Regions from separate parts of the Mus musculus genome. Here all the other regions are linked to region 3. Evidence: chromatin contacts called from public ChIA-PET data. All regions are on one chromosome and are shown on one strand. The core of a region is the stretch at or near the end of the contact, and the rest is flanking DNA. Distances in the headings are between cores, read along the strand shown. Region 1 overlaps Raph1 (Ras association (RalGDS/AF-6) and pleckstrin homology domains 1). Region 2 holds the start of Ctla4 (cytotoxic T-lymphocyte-associated protein 4). Region 3 holds the start of Cd28 (CD28 antigen).

Region 1 (2,950 bases), core at 244-2,743, 220 kb before region 3:
GTAGCCCAAGCTGAGTAAAACTCACTGTATACAGCAGAAAATAACCTTAAATGAAGATGACCTCTAGAGTGCTGGGGTTACAGTTAGGTGCTACCACAGCTGCCTTCAGTGGCACTGGGAATGGCACCCGGTCTCTGTGGCTGGGGAGACATATACAGTCAGTCCCCATCTCCATTCTGTTTCTAAAGATTCATTTTCATGTGTATGAGTATTTTGTCTGAATGTATCTAATTGTACTGTGATGATTTGAATATGCTTGGCTCAGGGAGTGGCACTATTAGGAAGTATGGCCTTGTTGTAGTAGGTAGGGCCTTGTTGGAGGAAGTGTGACATCATTGTGTGCCTGGGCTTTAAGACCCTCATCCTAGAAGCCTGGAAGTCAATCTTCTAACGGCCTTCAGATGAAGATGTAGAACTCTCAGCTCTTTCTGTACCATGCCTGCCTGGACACTGCCATGCTCCCACATTGATGATAATGGACAGAACCTCTGAACCTGTAAGCCAGCCCCAATTAAATGATGTCCTCATAAGAGTTGCCTGGGTCATGGTGTCGATTCACATCAGTAAAACCCTGACTAAGATATGTGCCATGTGTGCATGTAGTGCCTGCAGAGGCTAGAAGAGGTAGCTGGATCCCCTAAAACTGGAGTTACAGTTATGAGCTGCTACTCAGGTGCTGAGAACCAAACCTCTGTCCTCTGCAAGAACAGCCAGTGTTCTTAACTACTAAGCTATTTCTCTAGTCCTTCATCCTGATTTTGATGCTATCAAATGAATGTGATCCTCAATCTACTCAGTGTTTTATTTCAAAAAACAGCCGAGAAATTCTTCTTTAACCTTAGACATAATTTTTCAGAAGCAATTTACGAAAAGTCAACTTCTTTCCAGTTCAAATAAATGAATATGTATTTTTAATTACCTGCCCATGGTGCTGAGACAAAGAAGGCGATACTGAGAAACACTCTCCTAAGGTCAAGAAATTAGTAATATAGTATGGTGAGTTTTAACCTTTGGGGAGGTTGCTAGGAATCTGCAAAAATCCTACAGATCTTCTTCCAGGAAAATGCCCAATATACAATCTTTTTTCAGCTGTTTTTGAGGAATCATTAACTATTTGAAACTTAAAGTTGATTAACACCGAATGTGCACAGGTAGTGAGCTAAAATAATGAAGTAAATCTGAATCTTAGTAAGTCAACTATTTTTTAAAATATCCGTAAAAACGAACATGTTTATAGTTAAGTCATGATATGCATTGGTTTTAATGTTTCTCTTTAAGATTCATTTATTTTATGTATATGAGTACACGCTGTATCTGTACAGATAGTTGTGAGCCTTCATCTAGTTGTTGGGATCTCTGCTCGCTCCGGTAGACCCCCACTCACCTGGCCCAAAGATTTAATTATTATTTTAATTAAGTACACTGTAGCTGTCTTCAGATGCACCAGAAGAGGGCATCAGATCTCATTACGGGTGGTTGTGAGTCACCATGTGGTTGCTGAGATTTAAAGTTAGAACCTTCAGAAGAGCAGTCGGTGCTCTTAACCCCTGAGCCATCTCACCAGCCCTAATGTTTCTCTTTAATGACAGATTTCGAAGATGAAAAGTTAGGCAACTTGAAATATAAGTGAGAAGAGAATACTGAGTGTGGAGAACTACCATCTGAGTGGAGTTCCTACCTCAGCCAAGGCAGTCTGACTCTTTCCTAACTGCTTTCTCTTTTTGGCCTCCTCCTCAAGTGTACAACCACTTGGTCACAGACACAATATACTAGCCAGCCCTTGGATAATTTCCTTTATACACTATAATTTCTATTTATTTCTTCTCGTCCTAGCTGTATTAGCTACTTTCTGTTGCTGTGAAAAAAAATCATGACAGAGACAACTTAAAGAGCAAAAAGTTTATTTGGGTTTAGTGTCCAGAGGGATAAGAGTCAGTCCATCATGGCAGGAAGCCTGGCAGTGGGTAGATAGAAGCAGGAAGCCGAGAGGCCACTTCTTTACCACAGACACAGCAGAGAGAGCAAACCAGAGAGGTGTGAAGTTCTAAACTCTCAAATATGCCCCTGTGGCATACTTCCTCCAGCAAGGCTACACCACCCCAATAACCTCTCCATCAGAGCTACTGACTTGGAACCAAGTATTTAAATACCTAATTTTATAGGGAACACTTCTTACTCAAACCAACACACCAGCATAGAACTGGACACTTAATCATTATCTTTATCATAACACTGCTTCTGTAAGAAAAAAGCTAAGAAGTAAGAAGTGGCTCATTTAGTGCTTATAACACCTGCCTGAGGACCTGAGTTTAGATCTGCAGCACCCATGTAAAAGAGGAGAACTGGTGGAGTTGGTTCTCTCTACCATGTCGGTCTCAGGGATTGAATTTAAGGCTTGACCGCAAGGACCTTAACCTGTAACTGTCTTTGCTACTTTGTAGATTCTTCTCCTCTGACCTCCATATACTCCACAGCATGCAACCCCACCTCCCTACAATAGAAATATGCCATAAGAATAGAGGTAGATACTGGATATAATGGCTAATCTCTGGTATCAAGTTGGCTGCATCTGCAATAAAATAAAATTCATGCAGCTGTGCACAGCTGTGAGGGATTTTCTTGATTGGATTATTTGAGATGGGAAGGCCCACCCTAAATCTGGGCCACACATTCTGGTGGCAGCTCACTTAAAAGATATGAAAGAAGGAAGCCTTTGCTTCTTTGCCTGCTTGCCTACCCTCTCACTGGCAGGTTTATCTACCCTGTGTCTAAGTTATTCCTTTGCTCATATTAGAATCTACTTCTTTAGGCTCCAACATAGACTGAACACCAGAAGCTCTCTAGGAACCCCCCAGGACTCCAGCACCAGAAGGGCAGTGCTGAGACCTATACCCAATTCTTGCCCTTCCCATCAGGAGCAGCCATTGCTGGCTGGATCACAGTCTGTAAA
Region 2 (2,952 bases), core at 384-2,883, 160 kb after region 3:
TTGTTATTGCTTCTTGCCACACGAATTGGGGATTGGAGGCTTCTCTACAGTGCTAGGGGAATCTAGAAAAGAGACACTTCACAAGCAGCTTCTTAGGGTGTTGACACCTCAGCTAAATGCTAGGGGATGTGGAGAGGAGGCAACAAAATAGAAGGAGCAAATACAGCGTAGGAAGCTTGTGTCATTGTCATAGGACCCGAAGGAAGCATGGTGGGAAATGGCATGCAGAATGAAAGGCCTGTGTGAGCACATGCTAGTGGGCAGGCTCTAAAGGAAGCATACAGTCCCGACTCTACAGAGCCTCTTCTGATGGGGTGCAGAGATGGCAGGAAACCACAGAAACAAGGGAGCATCTACTTGCCACTGCCTTCCAAGAGCTCTTATTAAAGGCATCCTCTGCCATGCCAGGCAACCAACTAGGTTTTTTTATCCTGCCATCATCCCATCCCAAGTGCCCACAATTCATAGCATGTTATAGATCTGCAGTGAACACCCCTCTCATCCTTGAACTATATGAGAGCTTCCCAGACTTAAGAGAAGTCTTCAATGTATAGTCTTCTAAAAATGCACTACAAATATGTGTGTATTAATTATCCTAACTATCTAATATGCATTAATATAGAGAATACTTAAATATTTTAAATACTGAACATTCTAAATAATTTTAATATTATAAAAATACCATAGTATTTATGATTGAATGTTTGCCCTTCTTTACAGCTTAGGTTAAGAATTCTGGTAATATATATCCTTAGTTTTGGTGGTGCTGGGAATTGAACCTCAGGTCTACTGCATACTAGGCAAGTATTCTACCACTGAGCTACATCTATACCTCTGAGCTGTGTCTTCATTGCTGAGGTATATGAACTACGTCTCTATCACTGAGCTGTGCCTCCAAGTTTTAAGTTTCTACCTTTGAAAATTTTTACTATTTTTTTTAAAAGCCCATCCTCCTGTGGAGGTTTTAAATGTCTTTTCATTTGGATTGACTTTCTCTGGGCCATCCACAACTTTATTTTGCCGTTGTTACAGTTTTAAAAGCATCTGGTTTATTTCCCAACGGACAAAACCAGAGGCCCCTTTCCCTGTTTTGTGTGTGTGTGTTTGTGTGTGCATATGTGTGCATGCATGTGCATGTACAAATGTGTGTGTGTCTTTCATTTCTTGTGATTTTGGCATTTTTCTCTCAGTAAAATACTAAGTGGAGTTAGGCAAAAATAAACCCTTTTGTGTACTGAGGGGCTCATAGAAGGACACAATTTTTCTTGGTGCCTTCCAAAGAGAAATTCAGACATCAGCTCCAGGACTAAGAGGGATGGCCATGGGACGCTAAGTAAGAGTACTGGGGGATTAAAGATGACCAGATGACTGGATAAAGTTGGGACTGGGATTTAGGGATTCCTTGTACTACAGAAATTATACTCTCCAAGACTCCACGTCTCCAGGTCCTCAGAGGTGACTCGAAGCTTCAGTTTCAAGTTGAGTACATTTTCCATCCATGGATTTGCTTGTTTTGTTCAGTTTTAGTTTGAATATTTGAGGTCGTCTTTACGACGTAACAGCTAAACCCACGGCTTCCTTTCTCGTAAAACCAAAACAAAAAGGCTCTCTGTTCAGGTGTCCTGTGTGTGCACTACACATATGTAGCACGTACCTTGGATCAAAGCTGTCTATATAAAGTCCCCGAGTCTGTGTGGGTTCAAACACATCTCAAGGCTTCTGGATCCTGTTGGGTTTTACTCTGCTCCCTGAGGACCTCAGCACATTTGCCCCCCAGCCATGGCTTGTCTTGGACTCCGGAGGTACAAAGCTCAACTGCAGCTGCCTTCTAGGACTTGGCCTTTTGTAGCCCTGCTCACTCTTCTTTTCATCCCAGTCTTCTCTGAAGGTGAGTGGAGACTTCTGGAACATGGAGGTGGAGGAGGTGTTTTTCCTACATGGGTTTCGTTTTTTTTTTTTCTTTCAGAAGCTGAGGACAGTGATTTATAGAAATGCCAGAAGTTAAAGCCAAACCCTCTACTTTTTGGTTTAACAGCTTCCTACAGACAAGTTCCAAGAAGAATATAGGAGGTCTAGCAGTAGCGAAGGAGCTGAGACTAGCCACAGCAGCTTGCTGGGATCTCAGCTGGGACTTAAGGAACCATGAGAGTTCCTTAAGTCCCATATGGGGGAGAACAAGTTCTTTGTCACTGCTAGAAAATCCTGTAAAGTTAAGAGATTTAAGGGGGGCATTTGAAATCGTGAGTACATTTGATCTTGATATCACAGTAACATTAAGGTTTTTCTCCTTACCCCCAATCCCACCCCCAAAACTTACCTAAATTCAAATAAATAAGAAGTTTTCCTCATTCACTTTAAGATTTTGAGACACTCTTAGTTCTTTAAATTATCACACCTAAGGCTTAGGGGACATAGCAGAAGAGGGGGCAGAAAGACTATGAGAGCCAAAGGTACATAGAGTTTACTGAGAGATTGTGTCTCTTAGGATGTCAAATGGTACACCCATAAAGTCTCACCAACACGACTGCCTAAACTTGAGCTGAATAAGGACATGAATAACAATAGACATACCCAAGTGGATGGGGAAAGACCAAGATGCTTCAGCACTATAGCAATAACTACAGGAAGCCAAGGAATATGGAGAGTAGGAAATTGCCAAGGGAAAAGCACACCAGCTGACTATCCAATAACATATGGTCAGCCTTCAAAACAAAAAGCAAATAACATATAGAATGGGCAGGTTTCATTAAGAATGACTATAACTATAGTCTGTGCATATCACAACAAATAATGAAAAGGGGGGCCATGAATTTGAAAGAAAAGCAAGGAGGGGTACATGAGAAGGTTTGGAGGAGAGAAAGGAGAAATAATGTAATTATATTAATCTCAAAGAATAGAAGAAGTAGTAAGTAAAGGGAAAATAAATTAGTTAATTATTTTAAAGATGGAATA
Region 3 (2,700 bases), core at 180-2,679:
GTTGTGTCAAGAGGATTACAAGTTTGAGGCCAGCCTGATCTACAGAGCGAGTTCCAGGACAGCCAGGACTACACAAAGAAACCCTGTCTCGAAAAATAAAATATGTATATATGCCTATAAAACATCATATGGTATTTGACTGATACGTTTAATATTTAAGTTTTATATACCAGCTAAAATGTAATAAAAATATTTATATCATATATGGATGCCTTAGAAATTAACAATTGATAACATATCTATTGAAAACTATAAACAAAACAACATGGAAAGTAATGGCTCAAATATTAAGTATTTTTATAATTCGGTAAGAATATAGGTAAACCTTGACTTTATGCTTATATTTTTTTCTAAATTTTTTTACGTATGCAATATAGCTCACTTTTGTATTCAGAATAAAAAATATAAATCATTCTTTTAAATATACACAAAATCACAAATGAGGCTGGTTTCACAAAGCTCAGATTATCAGAAAAGAAAGAAAAAAAATCACCAAGAAAGTTTTGAGAAAGCTAATGTGTATGAGATACATATAACCACAAACTCCGATGATTATAGCTTCTATAAGAGTCAGACTATCAGGGAAGCTGTTGAGTACAGATGCTGACCAGGGGGATCCAGGATGGCTCTAGAAGAGGAATGTGGAGCTGGCCATGCTGGTGGGCTAGCCCTGTCTACAGAAGGCCCAGGAGTTGGGGAGAGGTGTGGAGAGCTGGTTACAAAGGCCCCGGGTGTCTCTGTGGTGAATCTTCCAATGGTCTGCTGTTTGAAATGTTTCTTTGAGGGACATAGGGAACATGAGGTAGCAAGGGTGTTTCGTTTACCTCCTGTTTCCCTAAGAAAATATGGTGTTTTTATGACTTCCTCTTTGCTCTGGAAATTTCTGCAGCTGCTCAGATGCCTGGGTGCTTGCCAAGTGTGTACTTGGAAGCGGTTTTCAAAATTGGTAGAAGTGAGTTATACATACACTCCATAGGATCGCCTTAAGATTATTTCAAACTTCAATCTCATAACGTTTATGCAGAATTTAAACACGTGCATAGAAATCTCTCAGCTTCCCACACAGCCTTGTATTTTGGATTCGTCTGTAAGAGTTTGTCTTCTGAGAGAGGTTTTTCTCTCTTCTTTAGAATGCCTTGTTTGTCTGCTTTTGTTGTTGCTGGGCCCTAAGCGCCCACATTTCACAGCTCCGATGCTCATCAGCATGACTCTCCTGAGCACATTATCTGGTGGTGGCTGACACTCTCTTCAGTACCCCCCCCCCCCGCCTCCCAAAAAAGAAAAAAGAAAAAAAGGACTGGTTGCTAAAAGAAGTAAAAGTCAAGTCATCAAAAACAATGTAATATCCTGTGTGAAAGTCACGAAGCCTTGTGGTTTGAGTCCCTTGATCATGTGCCCTGTAAAGTGGCCCTGGATGGCAGAGAGTCATAGACCTTGGCAGATGTGACTTCAGTTCACACCACACTCTGCCTTGCTCACAGAGGAGGGGCTGCAGCCCTGGCCCTCATCAGAACAATGACACTCAGGCTGCTGTTCTTGGCTCTCAACTTCTTCTCAGTTCAAGTAACAGGTAAGCAATTTTGATACCATTTTTCCCCCTGTTTTCATTTGTGTTCTCATGACCAGCATGGTTTATTTTAAAACTGTAGTGACCTGTGAAACTTGAATGCATTTAGAGTTTTGTGCTAATTTGACAAGCTACTATTTAGAAACTAGCTAATTCTCATAATACAGCAAATAGAACTTTAACACAAGTTCTTTGGGAAGAAGTAACATTTTATTTAACAACTAGTCCCAAGAACTTTTATATTCAGAATTTTATTTATTGTTTTGTTTTGAGATAGGGTTTCTCTGTATAGCCCTGGCTGTCCTGGAACTCACTTTGTAGACCAGGCTGTCCTCGAATTCAGAGATTTAACTGCCTCTGCCTCCTGAGTACAAGGATTAAAGGCATGTGACACCACCGCCCAGTCAGGATTCTACTTTTTACATCCTATAAAACTGTGATAAGTAAGAGAGTAGGTAAATTCTAGAGGTCTTGGATTAGATTGCCTGGGCTCATATCTCAATTCTCCCTAGTGGCGTTTGGAGCAGGATTTACTACCTAAATCTCTGTAAAACGGGACCCTAAATGAGCATCACCTCAATTTCATTGTGAGATAAAATGAAATAGACATTGTGGAGGTCTTAGTTCAGGCTTGAGCAGTAAACATGGTGTTCATGTAAGTAGTATGTCTACCTGAATTCAGCGAGTGCCAAGAAGAATCCTGAAGTAAGCACAAAAGCTGGTATAGACACCAGTAAGTTTCCTTTTACTGTTGGTTGAAATATGTTTATTTAGGTTAAAATCCTTCAAGTTCCCAATAGCAATGGCAAGGAGGCTATATATTTATCAATTAGAAAGTTCTTACCCTAAACAACCTTTGGTTCTCATGAGTAAGAGCTATTTATTGTCATAAACTCCATTCCAAATGAAGAGACCATTGGAAGGAGGCCATCTATTGAAGAGAATGTTCAATAATTTCTCCAGAGGATGCAGGTCTCCAGTATTTGGCAACACATATTTACAGCTAAAGAATCTTTAAAATTTATGTTTAAAGGTTTCTGTATATCATGTTTAAGGGATCTTAACTTTCTTTTAAAGGAATACTTAAGACACCTTAATTTACTAGATAGTAAAGCCTTACCCTTGTTGAAAGT

Evidence for each region. ChIA-PET counts read pairs in DNA pulled down with a chosen protein or histone mark.
Region 1: a contact with region 3 is called in an RNA polymerase II ChIA-PET map of memory CD8 T cells, with 1,933 read pairs. The contact joins the enhancer-like site here to the promoter of Cd28 in region 3. A contact is called at or near these places in 1 of 39 promoter capture datasets (macrophages), 6 of 484 Hi-C or Micro-C datasets (CD4 T cells, CD8 T cells, Th1 cells and 2 more), 9 of 115 datasets of contacts at active chromatin or transcription factors (CD8 T cells, DN3 thymocytes, the SCID.adh cell line and 6 more) and 3 of 9 other capture datasets (adipose tissue, liver and macrophages).
Region 2: an RNA polymerase II ChIA-PET map of memory CD8 T cells shows a contact between it and region 3, with 7,060 read pairs. The contact joins the promoter of Ctla4 here to the promoter of Cd28 in region 3. A contact is called at or near these places in 1 of 15 datasets of contacts at CTCF or cohesin (the NIH/3T3 cell line), 4 of 484 Hi-C or Micro-C datasets (CD4 T cells, CD8 T cells, effector CD8 T cells and 1 more), 5 of 115 datasets of contacts at active chromatin or transcription factors (CD8 T cells, effector CD8 T cells, memory CD8 T cells and 2 more) and 2 of 9 other capture datasets (adipose tissue and liver).

The regions. Positions count from the first base shown.
Region 1 is chr1:60,528,843-60,531,792 of GRCm38.p6, forward strand. The region is part of intron 2 of Raph1 (Ras association (RalGDS/AF-6) and pleckstrin homology domains 1); the gene reads right to left. Among named protein-coding and RNA genes, the nearest start is that of Raph1, 36 kb to the right of the region's middle. Within about 2 kb of position 1,494, at least 11 of the 459 cell types and tissues checked have an H3K27ac peak or open chromatin away from gene starts, as enhancers often do. A contact at or near this core is called in CD8 T cells, Th1 cells, effector CD8 T cells and 1 more, where this site is marked.
Region 2 is chr1:60,907,392-60,910,343 of GRCm38.p6, forward strand. Ctla4 (cytotoxic T-lymphocyte-associated protein 4) reads left to right here and starts at 1,634. Exons shown (of 4, transcript NM_009843.4): 1 at 1,634-1,888. The coding sequence starts at 1,780.
Region 3 is chr1:60,744,959-60,747,658 of GRCm38.p6, forward strand. It overlaps Cd28 (CD28 antigen), which reads left to right and starts at 1,430. Exons shown (of 4, transcript NM_007642.4): 1 at 1,430-1,570. The coding sequence starts at 1,516.